Regions from separate parts of the Mus musculus genome. Here all the other regions are linked to region 1. A link is a contact called in public Hi-C and HiChIP or PLAC-seq data. All regions are on one chromosome and are shown on one strand. Each heading gives the region's core, a stretch centred on a gene start, on an enhancer-like site or on the middle of the called end of the contact. The rest is flanking DNA. Distances are from core to core; before and after follow the strand shown.

What was found. A called contact is a pair of places that touch in the nucleus more often than the background predicts. HiChIP or PLAC-seq counts read pairs in DNA pulled down with a chosen protein or histone mark.
Region 2: a contact with region 1 is called in an H3K4me3 HiChIP or PLAC-seq map of bone marrow-derived macrophages, with 2.8 times the contacts expected there. The contact joins the enhancer-like site here to the promoter of Imp4 in region 1. A contact is called at or near these places in 2 of 39 promoter capture datasets (the C10 cell line and stem cell-derived epiblast-like cells), 5 of 484 Hi-C or Micro-C datasets (LSK cells, embryonic stem cells, regulatory T cells and 1 more), 12 of 115 datasets of contacts at active chromatin or transcription factors (the 230-238 cell line, astrocytes, bone marrow-derived macrophages and 7 more) and 1 of 9 other capture datasets (adipose tissue).
Region 3: a Hi-C map of rod photoreceptor shows a contact between it and region 1, with 2.9 times the contacts expected there. The contact joins the enhancer-like site here to the promoter of Imp4 in region 1. A contact is called at or near these places in 2 of 39 promoter capture datasets (liver and neural stem cells), 1 of 15 datasets of contacts at CTCF or cohesin (the NIH/3T3 cell line), 10 of 484 Hi-C or Micro-C datasets (B cells, CD4 T cells, CD8 T cells and 5 more), 5 of 115 datasets of contacts at active chromatin or transcription factors (bone marrow-derived macrophages, effector CD8 T cells, pancreatic cancer cells and 1 more) and 3 of 9 other capture datasets (adipose tissue, liver and macrophages).

The regions. Positions count from the first base shown.
Region 1 is chr1:34,437,486-34,441,242 of GRCm38.p6, reverse strand. It overlaps Imp4 (IMP4, U3 small nucleolar ribonucleoprotein), which reads right to left and starts at 1,414. Exons shown (of 9, transcript NM_178601.3): 1 at 1,316-1,414; 2 at 1,094-1,202. The coding sequence starts at 1,318. It overlaps Ccdc115 (coiled-coil domain containing 115), which reads left to right and starts at 1,571. Exons shown (of 5, transcript NM_027159.2): 1 at 1,571-2,015; 2 at 2,097-2,200; 3 at 2,311-2,393; 4 at 3,385-3,516; 5 at 3,633-3,757. The coding sequence starts at 1,905. The coding sequence ends at 3,745.
Region 2 is chr1:34,027,682-34,031,210 of GRCm38.p6, reverse strand. The region is part of intron 4 of Dst (dystonin); the gene reads right to left. Among named protein-coding and RNA genes, the nearest start is that of Mir6896, 88 kb to the left of the region's middle. Within about 2 kb of position 2,235, at least 34 of the 459 cell types and tissues checked have an H3K27ac peak or open chromatin away from gene starts, as enhancers often do. A contact at or near this core is called in bone marrow-derived macrophages, microglia and regulatory T cells, where this site is marked.
Region 3 is chr1:34,865,930-34,869,477 of GRCm38.p6, reverse strand. It overlaps Plekhb2 (pleckstrin homology domain containing, family B (evectins) member 2), which reads right to left. Exons shown (of 8, transcript NM_145516.2): 6 at 3,248-3,337; 7 at 73-178. Among named protein-coding and RNA genes, the nearest start is that of Plekhb2, 18 kb to the right of the region's middle. Within about 2 kb of position 2,112, at least 20 of the 459 cell types and tissues checked have an H3K27ac peak or open chromatin away from gene starts, as enhancers often do. A contact at or near this core is called in B cells, CD8 T cells, neural stem cells and 1 more, where this site is marked.

The DNA.
Region 1 (3,757 bases), core at 165-2,664:
CAGATACTTAACATTATGCTTATATAGCCCAGGCTGATCTGAAACTCATGCAGCCAAAGCAAGCCTTGAACTCCTGATCCTCTAGCCTCCACCTTACCAGTGTTGGGACATAGGCCCCCAGGCACAGTTGAGTCAGGCTGGGGACAGAATCCAGAGCCTCCTTCATGTTAGGAAGCACTCTCTAACAACTGTGGTACAATCCCAGCCCTAACATTATGCTTCTTAACTCAAAAAAACGTTACATGACACACATATACTTTATAGTCCTAAATTACAGGAACGGAATTTAATTACTGGCACCAGGGATATTGTACTATCAATCAGGCGGGAGACATGAAGTTCCTTAGATACAAAAGCAAAATAGGGATAAATAGAACATTTCCAATTAAGCTCTGTGATAGAGGATCTTCATTTATTAGGGCAAATGAAAATGTGAATTAATGTAAGGCAAAGTTTTAAACTAACCTGTAAAACGAATGTCAAATTCTAAATGGAAGAAGAATTAAAATGCAAGACAATTATAACAATCAATAACAGGTTTTTCTAATTTTGTTTTGAAGAAGACAACAAAAACAAATACCAAGGATTCTTGCAGACCCATTCCCTAAGATGGGAATCAATTAGATGAGGCAAAGGTTTTTTGTTGGTTTGTTGCTTGATTTGGTTTGGTTTTTGGTTTTTCGAGACAGGGATTCTCTGTTTTAGCTCTGGCTGTACTGGAACTCATTATGTAGACCAGGCTGGCTTCGAACTCGGGGATCGGCCTGTCTCTGCCTCTCGAGGGCTGGGATTGAAACCGTGCGCCGCCGCCACCCGACAGAGGCAATGTTTTAAAACTAAATAAAAACTAGATATTCTGTAAGCAAAACTGGCAATCAACCTGTAGACATGGGCAACTGTAGCATAAACGGCCATACTATCACATGGTGGGATCATTCAGAAACCAGTGAGCAGTGAGGTCCTACCTAACGAGCAGAGAAAGGAAAGATGACCAGCCACCCTGATACAAATACATTAAGTTCAAATGCGTTTACACCTCCGTGTAGTATGCTCGAGCAAGGACTTGTAACCCACCAGCACAGGGAGGCCTTACCTTCTAGAGCACGCTTGACTCGCTCCTTCTTCTCCTGAACGGATCGCTGCGCCTCCTCCCGGGCTTTGCGGTACAGGTACTCGCGGCGCAGGCGAGCCTCCCGACGGAGCTAGAGAACACACAGGGTCACCATCCACTTCGGAGCACCGAGGACCACAACTCAGCCCTCCCGTAGTCCCCTTCTTTCCCGCTAAACCAGAACAGGAAATCAAAACATCCTACCATGATGAGCGCCGCTCCCTCACGAGTCCCAACTCTTCTGGCGCTGCTGGCACCACGCAGTGATCACTTCCGCCCTCAACCAAAAAGGCCTTTAGAGGCTTCACTCGATTCCACTGCCGGTCAGAGTGCCCCATCTTAAGATGGCGAATGGAGGAGGGCGTCGCAAGGTGATTGGTCAGACGGGCAACCAATTAATTACCCGGATTTGGGATGTCACGTGGTCTAAGACCGTCCTGATTAGTTAGTCCGTCTGCGGCTTCACCGGTGCTTGAGCTGGTCAGGCAGCAGGCTAGCGAAGAGTAAAAGCAGGAACTGTGCGCATGGCTTCCTAGATTCAAGTTAAGGTCCGACTTTTGGTAGCCATCGGATTCGAGAAGTATCCCGCTCCAGGCGCTAATCCGCGTCCTGGCTGGTGACAGGGATCACCCGGAAGTTGAAGCCTTTGACTTCCGGGTCACGATTAGTACTGCCCCCCTAAGGGCGGATCTTGAGCGCTTATTGGCTGTCATGCACATGGCCGCGCAGTGATTCGGCGGCTTGGAAGGAAGTGGCTCCGCCCATCCGCGCGTGTCCCAAGACTGGCTGGGCCATGGCGGTCCAGGCTCTGCGAGAGGAGTTGGACTCCAAGTGCCTACAGCTGCTCAGTGACCTGGAGGAACTGGAGGCGAAGCGGGCGGCGCTGAACGCCAGGGTGGAGGAGGTGGGCCACGGGGAATGGAAGGAGGGATAGAAAGCGGGCACAGGGAGGGAAAACAGTCTCAAGTCTCTCCTGTCTCCCCAGGGTTGGCTCTCACTTGCCAAGGCTCGCTATGCCATGGGAGCCAAGTCGGTAGGACCCCTGCAGTATGCCTCGCGTATGGAGCCTCAGGTCTGCGTGCGTGCCAGGTGAGCGCCCCCCCCCCCCCCCCCCCTTGGAGAGTGGATGGGCAGGACCTAGGCCGGCGCGGCCAGAGATCCAACTTCCCTTTTTTTTTTTTTTTTTTTTTTTTTCCCAGCGAGGCCCAGGATGGACCCCAGACCTTCAGGGTGATCAAAGCTGACGCCCAGACCCCCGAGGAAGTGGGGCCTAGCGAAGCATGTAAGTCTCCTTTCCACCTGTCAGCCCTTACTCAGCGCTAAAGACAAAACTCATTGAACATTTAAGGAAATTGCTTCATTCGGAATCTGATTAATGGAGAGCGTCTGAGCTGGAGAGTTGAATGTCTGGGGGGCGGGGGTGTGGGAGGGTGGGGTTCTTATACTTTGATAGGTAGGGTTCAAGTAACAGGATAGGAGAGCCGCCCGAGGAGGTCTAAGGGAATGGGGTGTATTCCAAGCCTCCTTGACATAACATGGTTGGGTAAGAGGGTTAAAGGAATGTTGGCGTTTAAGCTGATTGGTTCACAGCATCTGGTCAAACCACAAGGAGGGACCACACATCTAAAAGGTGCATCTTCACCTGGGAACGAATCATGTTTTCTTAGCCCACCCCATTATTATCGACTGACCACAGCTATTACGTCTGTTTTGCAACTGCCAAGAATATTTCGGATTTTTGTTTGTTTGGTTGTTTTTTGCTTTTCATTTCGTTTTGTTTTTTGTTTTTTTCAGAACTCAAGGGTGGGAGCCAAGTCATTGTGAGGGCAGGTTAGCTTAAAATGGAGTCTGAGAACAAAATGGAGTTTGCTCTGGTACTTTAATCTCTACACAGTTAAAGGTGGACTCTTTTATAGTGGGATGAGTTTTGCATTCAAAGGAGCTCAACAGAACAGAAAATGTATATCCCTATATCTAGATGTTCCTTGGAAATAAACCTCCAATCCCAGTTAATCACTCCTGAAACAGCTTGGGGACATTTCATCACTTTTAGGTAAATTGGCAAAGTCAGTCGTAGTCTTGTTCTGGGTAAACAGAATTGTCTGTCCTGGAAGTCAGAATAGACAGAGTCAACTGGATTACAAAGGGGGGAGTGTTACTATTTCCAGACACAGGAGAAGGTTGGGGAAATAGCTAACCTCCAGTGTTTCTCAGAATCATGAACTTGGACTAAGCTCATTGTGGTCATGAGGACTGTATGGCCTTTCTTTCAGCTCTGCGCAGGCGCAAGGGCCCCACCAAGACCAAAGAGTTAGGATCTGCTGTAGTTCCTCAAGATCCCTTGAACTGGTTTGGAATTTTGGTTCCTCACAGTCTGCGGCAGGCCCAAGCCAGCTTCCGGGATGGTGAGTTTTAGGACTATTGTACTGGCTAGGGAGGCCTAACACCCCTGCAGTCTTAGGGGTTGGGGGGGCGGCACTCCATGGATCTTACCATGATGACATTCCTCTTCTCTCACCAGGCCTACAGCTGGCTGCAGATATAGCCAGTCTCCAGACTCGCATCAACTGGGGTCAGAGTCAGCTTCGAGGCCTCCAGAAAAAACTGAAGGAGTTGGACCCTGGGCCTGCCTGACCTGCATCCACA
Region 2 (3,529 bases), core at 986-3,485, 410 kb after region 1:
TGATCACTAATTGAGAAAATGCCTTACAGTTGGATGTCATGGAGGCATTTCCTCAACTGAAGCTTCTTTCTCTGTGATAACTCCAGCTGTGTCAAGTTGACACACAAACCCAATCAGTACAGAAAAGTTGCTAAAAATGGGGGCAAACCCAGATATTGGTCATACTGACTGATAGCTACAAGTTTCTTTTCCTCCTGTGTTTTGTTTAGAGACAGCCGGCGTTGGCCAGCCAGACTGCCTTGGACTTGGGCTCCTCCTGCCTTGGACTTCCGAGTACTAGGATTTCACACCTACCCCCTGCTCAGCTAATCTCCGACTTCATTTCAAAGCCATGTCCCTAAAGGACCACAGAACTTTGGCAATGACAGCATCAGACAATGGCCTTGCCTATTCTTCATTGCCAAAGCCTGACCCATTCAGTGTCCCTTATAAATAACAAGACTGATCAGCAGGGGTCAATATGAAGGCCACCTTAATACCTAGAAGGTCGGTGCCAAACTGTCATTAGACACAGTACGGATACCTCTCCAAATTGTTGTGACCTTCTGACATTACTTAACCTACGTCAATATCAAACGAGCCCGTAGTTACTCCAGCTGAAACACAAGATTAACTTTCCACACTGTTAAGTCAGGCAGCCAGTGCCTTCCATTTGCTGGCCGCATGTCCTGCGGGGACGTGATACAATACATGCACGAGGAACGTATTAAAGTGACCAGCTAAACGAAAGCTTCAGTTCATATCAGAAGTGTGGCATGGCAGCGTTTACACACCCAGAATGAATCCTGACAGGAGCAGGCTGGCTGGACCTTGACGACTCACTGTGCTTATTTAGAGCAAGGGAGATGAGGTGGCATTCCATGTGAGTCTAGGTGCTGGGCGCAGTATAATTAAGGACTAGAAGTCTTACCCCAGAGATGGAAACACCTGGGCTAAAGTTACAACTCTGCTACCAGCAAGTCCTATGAGCCTAACGTTCAGACACAGCATGCTGGTGCTAGCAAGCCAGTAAGCAATATCCCTCCATGGCCTCTGCATCAGCTCCTGCTTCCTGACCTACTTGATTTCCAGTCCTGACTTCCTTTAGTGATGAACCGCGGTTTGGAGGTGTAAGCTAAATAAACCCTTTCCTTCCCAACTTGCTTCTTGGTCATGATGTTTGTCCAGGAATAGAAACCCTGACTAAGACAAATTACCTCCTGTAACCCCCTCCTGTGTGACCCCAGCACTGGGTCTGCCGTTACTCAGAGCAGAGGTACTGCCCACCACCATAAGAATTACTCCCGGGGCTGGTGAGATGGCTCAGTGGGTAAGAGCACCCGACTGCTCTTCTGAAGGTCCGAAGTTCAAATCCCAGCAACCACATGGTGGCTCACAACCATCCGTAACGAGATCTGACTCCCTCTTCTGGAGTGTCTGAAGACAGCTCAGTGTACTTATATACAATAAAAATAAATAAATCTTTAAAAAAAAAAAAAAAAAAAAAAAGAATTACTCCCTGTCTGCCCTACTCTGATAAAAGAATTTTATTAAACTGACCCAGGTTTAATGATCATGCAAATAGGAATATTAAAACCAGTGGGAAAACACACACTGATTTCCATATTTCCTAACCTGATGCCAAGGTCAGTGTACACACTCTTGTCTTTGCCAAGTTCAGTTCAGAGATTCCACTGAACAGAAGGAGTGGTTAGACAAATTCTGTATTAAGGACTTTGAGATCAAATCAACATTTCTACAACCCATCTATTAAAACGAATATCTGCCAGGAGTGGTGGTAGACACCTTTAATCTCAGCACTAGGGAGGCAAAGTCAAGTGGATTCTGAGTTCGATGCCAGCCTGGTCTAAGTAGAGAGTTCTGAAATAGAACACACAGAGAACCTGTCTCAAATGACAAACGACAAAGTAAAAAAAGAAAATCTATGCCTAGTATGTGTGGGTGTGTGTGTGTGTGTGAGAGAGAGAGACAGACAGACAGACAGAGACAGACAGAGAGAGAAAACGAGAGTGAGCCAGAGCCTGTTTACTTTTTAAGGGACTTTTTAAAGAAGAAAAGGTATTTCTCTCACGAGAAAAACCTGGTAGCAGGTACTAGGTTTATTTTTTTTTTTAATAACTGAGAATACAGACAATATACATGCAAGCACAAATTTTAGACAGTGGAGAACGGAAAGTACAGACAACCTCTCAAAGGGGGAAGCAGACAAGCTGAGTCCTACTGTTAACTTCCCCAGCTGACTGTCTGGGGAGTTTCCAGGCACCAGTGCACAGGAAACATGGGGTAAGGACACAGCACGGGACAGTAGTCCCCTTCAAGTGAAGAAAGCCATTCATCCAAGTGGGGTAAGACAACATGAATGTACCAGAAAACCAATAGATACTCAAAAGCAAGCGTCAAAGAGCCGAGGGGCTGTGTCTTGCCCCAGGTGTGCACACACGTGTAAGGATATGCACACTTGCAGAGAGAGAACCATCAACTGCCCAAGCCACACAGTGCCATCCTATGTTTAAATGAGCCAGAGGACTTGACAGCTACTGCCTGGTAATAAGATTCTCTGCATTACCAACAAATGTGTACAATGTGTCAGCCAGCTTGTCTGTGACCATGGCTGTTGTCTAAGGATACCCTCCCACTCAGAGCTGCTACTCGGAAAGTTTTCTGTGCTTCTGGCCTTACGGTATCTCTGTTTAAATCAACCCCATCTCCTACTTTTCTCTTGTCATCATCCACTGTGGTAACGGTTCACTTTGCTCATCTTCCTATATGATGAATTATGTACCTCAAAGTGGCAAAGACTTATGTGCAAACTCTACGCACAGTGTAAGGTGATCTGAATGCTTCCTACAAGTTAGAAGAGTTACTGCTTATTTGAACTTGGCAGCCTTGCAAGTGACAGTCTGGTTATTGTACTTAAAAGCAGCTATTACTTAGAGTAAACTGATTTAAAAAGCCCTCATTAAAAGAAACTCACTCGCTTGGTTTTTAAATATATATACTGAACATTTATAATACGCCCAGGATTATCACAGTAGTGGACATATTTAGGGGATTTACATATTTTCTGTGGCTTCCCAAACTCCGGAAGTATTCCATCTTCTGCTTTATAATACTTCTTTTAAATGTAAAATGAGCTTTTTCTCTCTGTTTTGAACTTCTACATCATCTCTTAAATCAGGTACCTTTTATAATTCTGGGGATCACTTTTATTCCAAAGAAACACTGGTTTTCTAAAATTCTTTCATTCTTGCCTGTGAGGGACTTTATGAGGCTCTATATGGGCGCAGACATGCTGAGTAGGCCCAAGGTCACAGAAAGTTACTCTCAGAGGTTTGTCTTGTGTCGTTTCTCCCATCCTACATGTTCAACTCCACCACTGTCCCACAGTTAACCTTACAGGCTCCTCAACAAGTCTCCAAGGTCTCATAAAGGAAAACAGCATCAGCTTTGTCCTTCTCTGTGGATATCGTGATGCTCCAATAATGTCTTACATGATTTTTAAATACATAAATGAAAAAATAAAATTAAA
Region 3 (3,548 bases), core at 863-3,362, 430 kb before region 1:
ACTGGAAAGGAGGCCTCCTCCTCCTCGCCCCGCTGTACGCAGAGACCGGGAGCGGCAGCCAGCGTGCATTACCTGCATACGGGTACTGGTATGGCACTGCATATGCCTGCCCGTTGGCGGCATAGACAACTTGAGTTCCTGCGGGGTATGCGCCGCTGTATGGACCATAGCCGTAGACCTGGAAGGAGACAAAGTCCCATGAGAAACACAGTTTTGAGGGAGGGGCTGGTGAGTTGGCTCAGTGGGTAAAGGCACTTGTCACCTAGCCTGATGACATGCTGTGTCCCCTGAAACTCACATTGTAGAAGGGATGAGTTGAGTTCTAAAAACTGTCCTTTGTTAGCAATAATGAAATCAACATACTTAAGTGAGCAGGGGTGCTGGGGGAGGGAAGGGGAGACGAGAGATGATGTGATGATACATACATGCATACATATATACATACATGTATACATACATACATACATGGGTGGCACCTGACCTCCACAGGTGTGCAATGGCGTATCCTAAATTGGTTAGTGGAGACACTGGTAACTCAGAAATCCCAATGAGTACAGATAGAAAAGGGGGAGGGACCAGGGAAAGTTTGCTCTCTCTGCCCAAAGAGCCAATAACTCCTCTACTCTACACAAACACTAAGAGCCCACTGCAGGAACACCCTATTCCCATCCCCAAAGGTCAGAGGTGGAAGCCCTAACCAGCATGCGCTACAACAGCCTCAACTACAACTACAACAGCTACAGCAAGCCTCCCCTGACCCCCTAGAGTACAGCCAGAAAAGGATGCACGTGGAGGATCTGGTGTAGACCAGATAACAAGGCACTCACTCTACCATGCAGCAGACCGAGGAGTGAGCCACAGAGTCCATCACTGCCGAGCAGAGGCAATCTGCCCTCCCCACCCCTAAGAACCACTAAAGGCCTTGTGGGGGTGGGTCAGCTGGCCGGACACCATGCACCTGTCAGTGGAAGTCGAGCAGTAATGGGCAGTCCTCTCTTCCCAACAAAGTGCTCTAAGGAGACTCAGAGAAAATCTAAACTCCTGAGCTGGAGCCCGGCCCCCGCTGTGGGCTGAGAATCTGGACTCCACCTGGCAAGATCCGAGTCTCTCCATGTTTAAAATGTCAGGGTTTTGACCAATAATCACTTTTAGCACGAACAGCCAAGATCGCAAACAAAATGACACAGAAGAAGGCCCACACTGAGACTGTAGAGATGTCAGATGTGGGCTGGAGTGCAGCTCATTGGGCGGAGCTTGCTAGGCATGCAAGAAAGGCTAGGTTCCAACCCAGCACCTAGGGTGAAAGATGCTAGAATTATCTAGAAAGGACTTGTGTATTGGGCTCTGGTGTATATATGTTGTGCAATGTATGGTGCAGGGGCAAATGTACATGTATAGAAGGTATACACGCCCATGCATGCATGCAGAGGCCAAAAGAGGACACTGGGTGTGCTCGCCCAATCTCTCACTCCCTCTACTCCCACACCTTATTCCCTTGAGATAGCGTCTCTTACGGAAAAGATTTTTTTTCCTGCCACAGTCTACTAGTTCTTTAGAACTTTCTATGTAGGCAAGGCTGACCTCAAACTCATAAAAATCCACATGCTTCTGCCTTCTGAGAACTGAGTCTAAAGGTGCGCACCACCACACTCAGCTCGGGAAAGAACTTTTTCAAGACAGGGTTGCTCTGTATAGCCCTGGCTGTCCTGGAACTCGAAATATAGACCAGGCTGGCCTCGAACTCATGGTGAGCTGCCTGATTCTGCCTCCTGACTGCTGGGATTAAAGGGGTACGCCATCACACTTGGCCCTCTAGAAAGGATTTTAAAGTAATTATTATAAAAATCTTTCAGTTAATAATTAGGAAATGAACATACTTAAATGAAAAAAATTAAAAACTCTACCCAAAATAATAAAAAAAAACATATAAGAAAAACTCAGTATAATACATACTATATATTAATATACAAAGAATACAAGTTCTGGAACTAGCCAGGGTGTGGCGCTGCACACTTGTAACTCCAGATTTTGGGAAGCTAAGAGAAAGTGATCAAGCCTTTACAGCACCCACATGGCTCACAGGGCTCACAACTGCCCTTAACTCAAGTTGCAGGGTATCTGGTGCCCTCTTCTGGCCTCGGGGTGTACTGCATGCATGAGGTGCTCACAGATACCTGAAGGCAAAACACTCATACACACAAAATAAAGTGTATCTTTTAAAAACAGACAGTTACATACAACCATTTGAAAATAATGGGATAATTATAAATCCAACGAACGTGTACTAAATTTTTATGCTGAAAACTGTAAAATGTTGACAAAACAAAAATAAAATAAAGAAAGCCAGGAATAAAAGCAGAGTGACAAACAGAGAAGTCCACGAGGCTCAGAGCAGCAAACACGCCTTCTCTCTAAGCGTGATGCATTGGCTTACAGCAGCTTTGTCAGAAACCTTGCAAGGCTTTGCAGTTAATACAGATAAACGGATCCAGGGCTGGCCAGATGGCTCGTTGGATAAAGGTGCTTACCGCCAAGTCTGCTGGCCTGAGTTTAATCTGCAGGACTCACAGAATGGAAGGAGAGAACCAACTCTCAAGTTGCCCTCTGACCTCTACCTGTGTGCTACAGATGCAGGCACTACATATACACACACACACACACATATACACACATATACCATATATATATATATATATATATATATATATATATATATACATACATACATACACACACACACACATATATATATATACACACACACATATATACATACATATATATATATACACATATATACATACATATATATATATATTATATATATGGTTTTTTGCTTAATTTGAGATAGACTCTCTAGATTAAGCTGGCCTCCTGTGCAGCCATGAAAGATCTGCATCTCCTAATTGCCCTGCTCCTGCATCCCAAGCACTGATCAGGAGTCCAGGTTTGTGTAGCTACCCCCAGTTTATACAGTGCTGGGGACCAAAACCTCCAGCTTGCTAGGCAAACACTCCATCAACTGACCACATCACCAGCTCCAAGAGCTGATCTGTTTCATCTAAGCAAAGAGGAATACTATGATAAAAAGGGAAGCCTTGGAGTGTATTTCTAATTTCCCTGAGACTGACTTAAGATTAAGATCAAAACTACAACCAGAAACAGAAGAAAAGAGACCAACAGAAATGGGAAAGCAGCAGAGAGCCCCGGCTTCCCTCATGTGTATGCTCTGCTCAAACCTCCCTACCTCAGGGGTTGGTGTAGCATAGGCTGCGTAGGGAGGCGGGGACGCGGCCACTGCAGTCTCTTCAGACAGGATTGCTGAACCAACGTAAGCCTGTGGGAGACAAGAGAGCTAGGACCAAGAGCACATTCACTCAGCAAAGAAAAGATCACAAAGACCCTGCTGGAGCAGGGGCAGCCTCCAGCCTCCTAAAACACCCTGAGTTCAGCAGCCAGTCCCGGCTCAGCCCCAAGCCAGAGCGGGGCACTCTTGGCCCGGGAAGGTACCTGAAGCTCGACTGCCTATAGACCAAGGGCTACTACCC